Regions from separate parts of the Sus scrofa genome. Here region 1 is linked to region 2. The links are chromatin contacts, called in public targeted proximity ligation maps. All regions are on one chromosome and are shown on one strand. The core of a region is the stretch at or near the end of the contact, and the rest is flanking DNA. Distances in the headings are between cores, read along the strand shown.

What was found.
Region 1: a targeted proximity ligation map of alveolar macrophages shows a contact between it and region 2. A contact is called at or near these places in 1 of 47 Hi-C or Micro-C datasets (epiblast stem cells) and 1 of 2 datasets of targeted methods (alveolar macrophages).

The regions. Positions count from the first base shown.
Region 1 is chr5:34,685,758-34,690,093 of Sscrofa11.1, reverse strand. PTPRB (receptor-type tyrosine-protein phosphatase beta) reads left to right here. Exons shown (of 33, transcript XM_021091989.1): 21 at 3,976-4,082. Among named protein-coding and RNA genes, the nearest start is that of PTPRB, 110 kb to the left of the region's middle.
Region 2 is chr5:34,545,227-34,549,580 of Sscrofa11.1, reverse strand. It overlaps CNOT2 (CCR4-NOT transcription complex subunit 2), which reads right to left. Exons shown (of 15, transcript NM_001243417.1): 15 at 613-1,414. The coding sequence ends at 1,328. Among named protein-coding and RNA genes, the nearest start is that of KCNMB4, 15 kb to the left of the region's middle.

The DNA.
Region 1 (4,336 bases), core at 1,809-4,308, 140 kb before region 2:
TCTTATTATGGTTTAATCAACTCATGTCATATTTATTTGTTTTCTAAGACACAGCTTTCTTATATTTGTCTGTATTTGGTTCAGTCCTGTGAAAAGCATGCTGAGCAGATAATGCTTGCTAAGAGCATGGAGAGCTTTGTGCTCAGTGGCCGCCTCTGTGGTAGCTGCTGAACCCAGGCTCCAAGGCAGTCAGAATTCTGCCTGTCTGAGGATGATAATCACCGTGGTGACCCTCAACGCTATCAGGCATCTTTTTTCCAGAGAGACTAGATGGGCAGGAAGGAACGTGGAAAAAGAAAAATTAGGATTGGAAAGAAACGGAAAATGCTGGGTTCAGCTGATATGCAAGTTTATTATGTCAATCAAGGTATAATGGGTTCCCATTCGTTGTTGAGTTCCTATTATTCAGGTATATGAGTAGCACTGGAAACAGGCGGATCCTGATGGGTGAGAAGCAATTTGGAGGTTAAGAAAGTGCTGATCTGGTTTTCTTTCTATTCTAAATAGAATAGCAATGTGACCACGATCAGGGGGTCAGCTTCTCTTGACCTCATTTTCCTCAAATGAAGAAAGTGGAATGCCATGGTCCATAGCTTTGTGATAGAGAATTCTGATGGTGTACACATCTAAAATTGAAAAACTTACTCTCTGATATCAGTGCATTAACATGACCTTATAAACATACACAGAAGACATGTCTGTAAAATAGAGGCAGAAATGTGGAAGGACTAAGGAGTGTAGGTACATAAATGCTGTGAAGGTTCAGAAGGCTTCTTGAGAGAGGAGGAGCATTTAGTTAGGCTGGGCATTGAAAAATGGGGAAGGATTTGCAACTATGGAGATAGAGGCAAGAGGAGATTCCAGGTGCAGAAATCAAGATGCAGGGGCAGAAATACACAGACTGGAAGGAGCAGACAGTTCAGCTTCAAAGTAGGGGTTATATAGAGGGGTCATGGGAAAAACAAAACCAGGACAGGATTCCAAATAGGTGCTAAGTGCTGGGCTGGGAATATGGTTGTGGTGTCCATTTTTGGAAAGGTTTTAAGGGCAGACTTCCTGTTGACCCACGGATTTTAAGCCAAGCCTATAGTAGTAGGTGGTTATCTCCTTCCGGGGTTTCTAAAGGCCTTTATTCATCTGGATTCATTTTGTACTTTGTGTTTACACCGTGACTCCTCAAATGCCAAGGCAGAACTTGGCAAGGTTGTTTTACCCAATGCTTTTATTTTTACTGATGAGAAAACGAAGGCATCAAGATTGTTTTACCCAATGCTTTTATTTTTACTGATGAGAAAACGAAGGCATCAAGAACTAATCAGTGGCAGTGAGAGCTAGACCTCAGCCCCACTGCTTCCTAGCTCAGGCTCTTTTCTCTGTCTTTCCAATATGAGTCACTGTTGTTAAACCAAAGTGGTTTAATTCAGCCAAGAGGAAATAAGAGAAAGAGATCTGGACTAAGAATTAGAAAATACTGAGTCTGACTTTCTTTCGTCAGTTTTCTCTAAGGTCTTCAGTGAGACACAGAATCTCCCCAAGCTTCAGCTTCCAAATCTCTGAAGCTAATACACTTCTTAGATTAGAGAGGTCGGAGATGGTCAGAGAGAATCATGTTTGTGAAAGATCTTCACACTTACAGAGCACTCTACAAGTGAAAGAAACTCTTTTCGTTGGAAGACTCTTTCTTTGTCCAAAGATACAATACATCAGCAACACACACCAACTCCTCCCTCCCACTTAACATGTGTTGACTGCTTGTTTCCCTTTGGGAACATCTCACAAGCTTTCCATCCACAGTCTGCGTTTCCTGGAAGTACAGCTTTTGACTTGGGAGGTTCCTTTAGAGATGGAAATTATAGGTATGGTGGATCAGTATCATGTTAATGATATTGAGGAATTATACTTGGGCCCAAGCATGAGTTAGAAGGTGAGGGCAAAAGTCAGAACAATTTGTCCTGGCCTGGTAATACATCAGCACATGCCCAAATAGTTTTGGGTTAAGCAAATATAGATTTTTTTTAACGAAAAAAAGTCTTCCATTTCACTTTCATATGAGATATATATATATAGATGTAGAGATATAGTTTTTTGTTTTTGTTTTTTGTTTTGTTTTGTTTTGTTTCTTTTTTTTTGCTTTTTAGGGCTACACCTGCCACATATGGAAGTTGCTAGGCTAGGGGTTGAATCACAGCTGCAGCTGCTGGCCACAGCCACAGCCACGAAAGATCTGAGCCACATGTGACACCTACCCCACAGCTCACAGCAACACCATATCCTCTAACCCACTGAGCAGGGCCAGGAATCGAACCCATGTCCTCATGGATCCTAGTCGGTTTCATTACCACTGAGCCACAATGGGAACTCCCACTTTCGTATGATTTAAATTAATACTAAAGGAGTTTCTGTTGTGGCACAGGGGATTAAGAATCCGACTGCAGTGGCTGGGGTTGCTGCAGAGGTGTGGGTTTGATCCTGGCCTGATACAATGGGTTAAAAGATCTGGTGTTGCCACAGCTGTGGCATAGGTTGCAGTTGTGGCTTGGATTCAGTCCCTGCCCCAGGAACTTCCATGTGCCATAGGTGCAGCCATAAAAAAATACTAATTAATTAATTAAACTAGAAAAAGTTTTCCCAAGTAAACCAAGCCTGATACTCTATCAGTAAACCTACAGTCTTAAAGTCTTCAGCATAGAATGACCTCAAGAGGTCACCCAAGCCAGTCTTTAAGTTAAGCTGCTCTCCTCCAGCTTTCCTGAGAGCTTGTTCCCCTCCAGTCTCTGCTTAAACCCCATCCATGACTAGGAGATCACTACCTAAGAGGCAGCTCAGACTCTAGATGTTAGGAAGTGATTTTATGTTCCTAAACCACACTGCCCCATGACTTCAGCCTCGTGAGCTTAGTTCTGCATTCAAAAAGAAAAGTCATCATGTCTATTTCCTCTTCTAGAAGGCAGCTTCTTTAAATCTGAAGGCAATGATCTCGTTCTTCTAAGACTTCTCTGTCGTCATCCTGGTCCATCATCTCAAATGATCTCTAATGCTTCCTAAGATAGAGCCCCAAGACACTAGTGCAGCTCTCTAGCCTGGGCCTGACTCACCCAGAGAACATGAGACCTAGGTCCTAGGCTGGGGACAGTAGGCTTTTTATCCAGGCTGAGGTTACAGCTCAGTCTTTTAAATAGCTGCATTTCCCTGTTTATCAAATTGAGAGCCAGCTGATCTCCAGGCACCATCCCACGTGGACAACCGCCTCAGCAGCTCTCTTGACCATTTGGAATTAATTCCAAATGTCAGCTGAAGAGTTCTAAATCCATGTCTCAGTGTCACTGTAAATCCCACACAGCCCAGGCAGGGCTGCTCCCCTTTCCCCAGTCTGGCTCCCCATTTCTCTCGGTGATGCCAGAGTTCTTTCAGATGACCTGAGCTCACATCTGAGGACCACCCTTCTCCTCCTCAGGCTGGGCCTATCTGGTCCCTCCTCTCAATGCCTTTCCCACTGCTGTTCCCTCTGCCTAGACGGCAGGCCTGGCTCCTCCCTGTCTGCAGATTTCTGTGCAAATGTCTTGTCAAGAGACCTTCACTGGCCACACTGAATAAGGCAGTCCCACTTACCCTGTCCCCACTGCTTTCCATCTCCCTTACTCTGGTCTAATCTTTTTCATGTACATATCACCACCTGGCACATCATATTTGTGTGTTTATTGTCTGACTTTCAACACTAGAGAACGCAACCTCGAGATGATAGAGACTTATTCTTTGCAGTTTATCCAGTTCCTGGACAGGGACGGGCACACAGGAAGGGCTGAAGAATGCATGAATGAATGCATGAACCCAGGTCTATCTGATTTCATAACTCACATTGTACCTGACAAACATATGACCAGGTGATCAGCCTGTTCCTCCTTGAAAACATTCTCCAGGCAGCGCTACTGTGGTCAGCCACGACAATGCCGTTAAAGAAATTGCTTTCCTTTTCAGAATCAGCATCCGGGCTTTTACCCAGCTGTTTGATGAGAACCTGAAGGAATTCACAAAGCCACTCTATTCAGACACATTTTTCTCTTTGCCCATCACCACTGAGTCAGGTAAGGCTAACCTTTCCATCCACCCACATGGTCCACCAACCACCCTGTCACCTACAAGAGCCTTTAGTGGGGAGATCTGGGGACTTGGCTGATGATGGGGGGAGCAGTTATTTTCACTTGGAATGTAATCTTTATATGATTATGGATTAATGTGGATTAGAGAAATTGCAGAACTTTTGAAGGAGAATGGACTGAAAAGGACTTAATCTTGAAAAGAATGTAGAAGTACCAGATTTTTAAAAATGATTTATTAA
Region 2 (4,354 bases), core at 46-2,545:
AGAGTGTTCAAGAAGTTTTATTTCTAACGTTGCCATAATTTAGAAAATAGTTTTCCCTGTTTTGAACTTGGTTAATATTAAGAATGTCTACATTTTAACCTAAATGGTATATGGTTCCATTAAATGACCCATCAAAAGCTGAAAAGAAGACTACTACGTTTTAAATTGTTCAGTCACACCATTCAGTTGTAAAACTTTAAGCTTTTTCCTCTATTTTTCATGTTGAAGAAGTAATTCCACAATTTCAAATCAAAGTCAACACTGCAGTGAGGAGAGCTTTTCTACTTTATTACAAAGAGAAGAAGCCTTTATGTGGTCAGAAAATACAAGATTGATCTTTTTTTCTCTTCCTATGAAACGCTGCTGTTCAAACAGCCAGAGTGAATTGTCTCAGTTCACTTCTTTAAGTCCCATCACATTCACTTGGGTATGGATGTCCTTGGCTGCTGAAAATCTGGCCCTTTAGTGCACAGGGCGACAAAGTCCCCTGACCAGCAGTTCCAGAATGTCCCATTTTCATATATTGCATCCATGCACACCTCCTAAAAATGAGGTACAGCAGGGCAAACATTTTCCAAAATAGATGTCATATATATAATATATACACATTCGTACATACATACCTTTATTCATGTGATGTCCAAAAATTTAAAAAAAATGTACACATTTATTACAAAATCGTAACAAAGACTGGACAGTGTTTTGCTCATTCTGGAAAGATGAAGCTCAGTAATAACACAACCCTGGAAACCAACCAGAGGTTGTGGCAATATCTTTCTTCTAAACAGTCAGATACTCTTGCGTTAAGCTTGGCGAAACTGCCTTTCAAAAACAGAAGGGGAAGTAAAATGAAGGAAGCAGACCTTGCTCATCTTTCCAAATGAAATACGAGAAGGATCTTCACATAAAAATGCACAAACATTTGTTATTTTATTACCAATAGTGCTACAATGAACAATGCAAATTTTGTGGTCTAATTTTGTTGAGTCTCTTGTGGGTTTTCTTTTTTACATTTTCAAAACTAAATGGTAAACTTCTGTCAGTGTACTTGCTTGTTTTTACAGACCCAAGTCTGTTTGCTGGCAAAAAAAGAAAATAAATGAAAAAATTCAGACCCTGCTCGAACTAGAGAAAAACAAATGACAAATTTAGTTGTTGGGCAGCACATAATTAGTAAGGCAGGACCTCAAATGGTGACCCTTTGCGTAAGCCAATTGCCAGATCCTCAAGGAATTAAAACCAGGGTGCCTGAGCCACATCAGTTCTGCAGTTATGTTGAGTATTGTGCTGAGACAGCCATACCCCAAGAAAAGGGAAGTCTTTTTTTTTAGAAGGCTTGCTGAGCAGGGTTGTAGTTGAAGGTGGATGGCAGGTGAGGCCGTTCTTCTAATTTGTCATATTCCAGATGGAACTCCTATAAAACCAAATTTAAAAATTTAGATGATTTCCTCTCCCTCTGATCTCAGATTTTTGTCAAAATATATTTTATTATTTATGAACAAATAAAATATCTACATGTCTGAGAATGAACAGAGATATACCAACTCTTTTTCTAAGTAAAATACAGCTTGGAAAAGAAAAATAATGTGCTGTATAGTTTCTATCTGGCAAGTACAAAAATGTAGACTTTGTGTATAAACATCATAGACTAGTCATGAACATCTATGACACTGAAACTCTGCATTTTTTTGGCTCAAAAATAAAATCTGAAGGGACCACTGCTGTATCACTAATAAAAAGCATTGGAAGTTATCTTAAAACTACCTTCAATGAAATATAAACTTAAAAATTTACTTTTTTCCATGAAAAAAATTTAGGAATAAAGGATTTTCCAATTTATCTTATTGCATGTCCTAAAAAATAAATAAATAAATAAAAATTAAAAAAAATAAATAAAAAAAAGAAAAAGCAAACATTAATGTTGTCCTAAACTCATTGTCTGGGGAAAACAATGAACTGAAAACTCACATGTCTCTCGACTTCCGATTTCACAAACCTAAAACCTTGAAAAGCTTTAACAGTCACCCCAAACTAGACAGTGGTTTTGTAGATTTGAAGATGAACTACACAGCTTTTTTAAATTAAATTTTCAAAACACTACATAAGTTTTAAAATTTAAGAATGGTGAAGTAATTTTTTCTTGATACTTTCCCAAGATCAAGAGATGCAGAATATGACTTTTTTGTATATTAAAAAAACCAAAAAACATACCTTTGTAAATCCCAAAAGCTAGAGGTTCTAAAATTATTGATTCTACAAACTGAATTCAAGTAGCACAAACTATCTTAGTTAATCTCATTTAAAACATGAACCTTAGCATGTGCTATGTATTAAAGCCAACAAGTAAGGTTAGCATCACAACTTAGCATATTTTATCTGTCTTACTTAAAATCCCATAATAGACTTTCCATTATTAAGTTCAGTGGCAATTTTATTATTAAATTAAAATGAAAACATAGGTCATCGTGATTAAATTTTGAGATATAAAACCAAGTATTTAAAATTTAAGGATATTAACAATTAAAGAAATAGCAGGTATAATTTATCAAAGCCTAATATGTGTCAAAACTAGAGACACAGCTAATTTTAGTCTCATCTTTGTAACTCTGTAAAGTCGATGTCATTATCTTCATTTTGCATCAGAGGAAAATTAGTAACTTGCCCAAGTCATACAATAAGTGGCAGGTCTATGATTAGGATCAGACCTCTGTGATAGCCATTTTTTCTACTATAACATACTCTTTTTTAAAGAATACTTTTAAAATTACACCCCTATCCAGAAATGTTAAAAAAATTTAGTCCAAATGTTTATAAAGACACGCTGTGATGACTTTCAAAAGGTTCACTTTTTTAGTGTTAACTAAAGAAGTTATCTGCTTGTCAGTAAAACTAGCAAACACTAGAATCACCATCATAATCGTTAGCTTCCCTAATTAGCCTAAATTAGCCTCCCTAATGCAATGTATAGGCAACACTTTCTTCCTACCCCTGCTAGGATTTAAAAGAATTTTACTGCCTGGCTGAATGAAACTGAATACCCAAATTAGTAGACAAAATATCTTCTTTTTGTATCATTCTTTTGGAAATAAAAAACTGGCATTTCAGGTCCAAAATATGTGTAATTACTTATAAGTAATATGATAAATATGTGTAATAAGATAAACTGGACATGCAATAAGATAAATATGTGTAATTACTTATAACTAATAAGTCTACTTATAACTGACAAATCAAACATCCCACTAAGTTATATAAATTAAAATTCTGTTCAATTGTCCTGTCCTCATTGTTGTGCACTGGTGAACTACACTGTATCATTAGAATTTAAACTAGAGTAACTTCATCAGTGTACACATTTCCCCCACTACATATTAAAAAAAATTAGTTTAAACTGAAAGAACATAAATATTTTAACATAATTCAGAAAATCTTAAAGATCTGGTATGTCAGAAATTCCTAAGTTAAAAAGGTCAATTTTTGTCTCCCATTTATAAGATCTTTTGTTTGTTTTCTATGTATTTTTATTCTTCTAAAAGACATAAAGCCTACACTCTCTTTGTTCCCTAACTTTGACTACTGATTGATAGTATCTTTTTTTACATGTGTATATGTACACACAAAACACACACACCTTTATATAATCTGTGGAGGGGACAAGAAGTTTGTTTTGTATATCACTACCTACTGCCTAGAATACTGAGCTGCCAGGCCCCCAGTAGGTATGTAATTAATGGCAGATGAATCAACAAACACAAGTTTTCTTCATTTGTTTTAGTAATAGAACACTTATATTTTAAATATTCAAAGATTGGGAATTAAAAGTTCTATGCATGTATTTGTTTTAATGGAAAAAATATTTTTAGATTATACTTTTGTAGTTTAAAAAGCTAGAAAGCATTCTAGGTACTAAAGATCACATTTATAAGCAAGTTGTGAAATGATAAAGAATCCCAAGCATTAAAAATTCTATTCAGTGTTGGACCTACAAGGTGAAATCAGACTGAAGGAATTCTGAAACATTTTAAGTCTTTAGTCTGAGAAAGCTATTAATAATAGGGGAAACTCTCTCACCTAAAAATTTTCTGTGGATGAAATTACTTAAATTTTACTCACTGAGATTATATATACTATAAAATGTTTTAAATTAATGGGATATTGAATAATTCTTGCTAAATTACAAAGGACAGACTACAAAGTCTGCTGACAAATCAAGATTATCTAAAAGTTAAGAATATGCAAATATGGTGTCAAAATTTTTCTGACATTATTGAAATATAGAAAATTCTTTAAATAATGGGCTGAATCCTAGAACTCACAGAATTTTCAGGGATAAGAAATACTTCAATTTAAATAA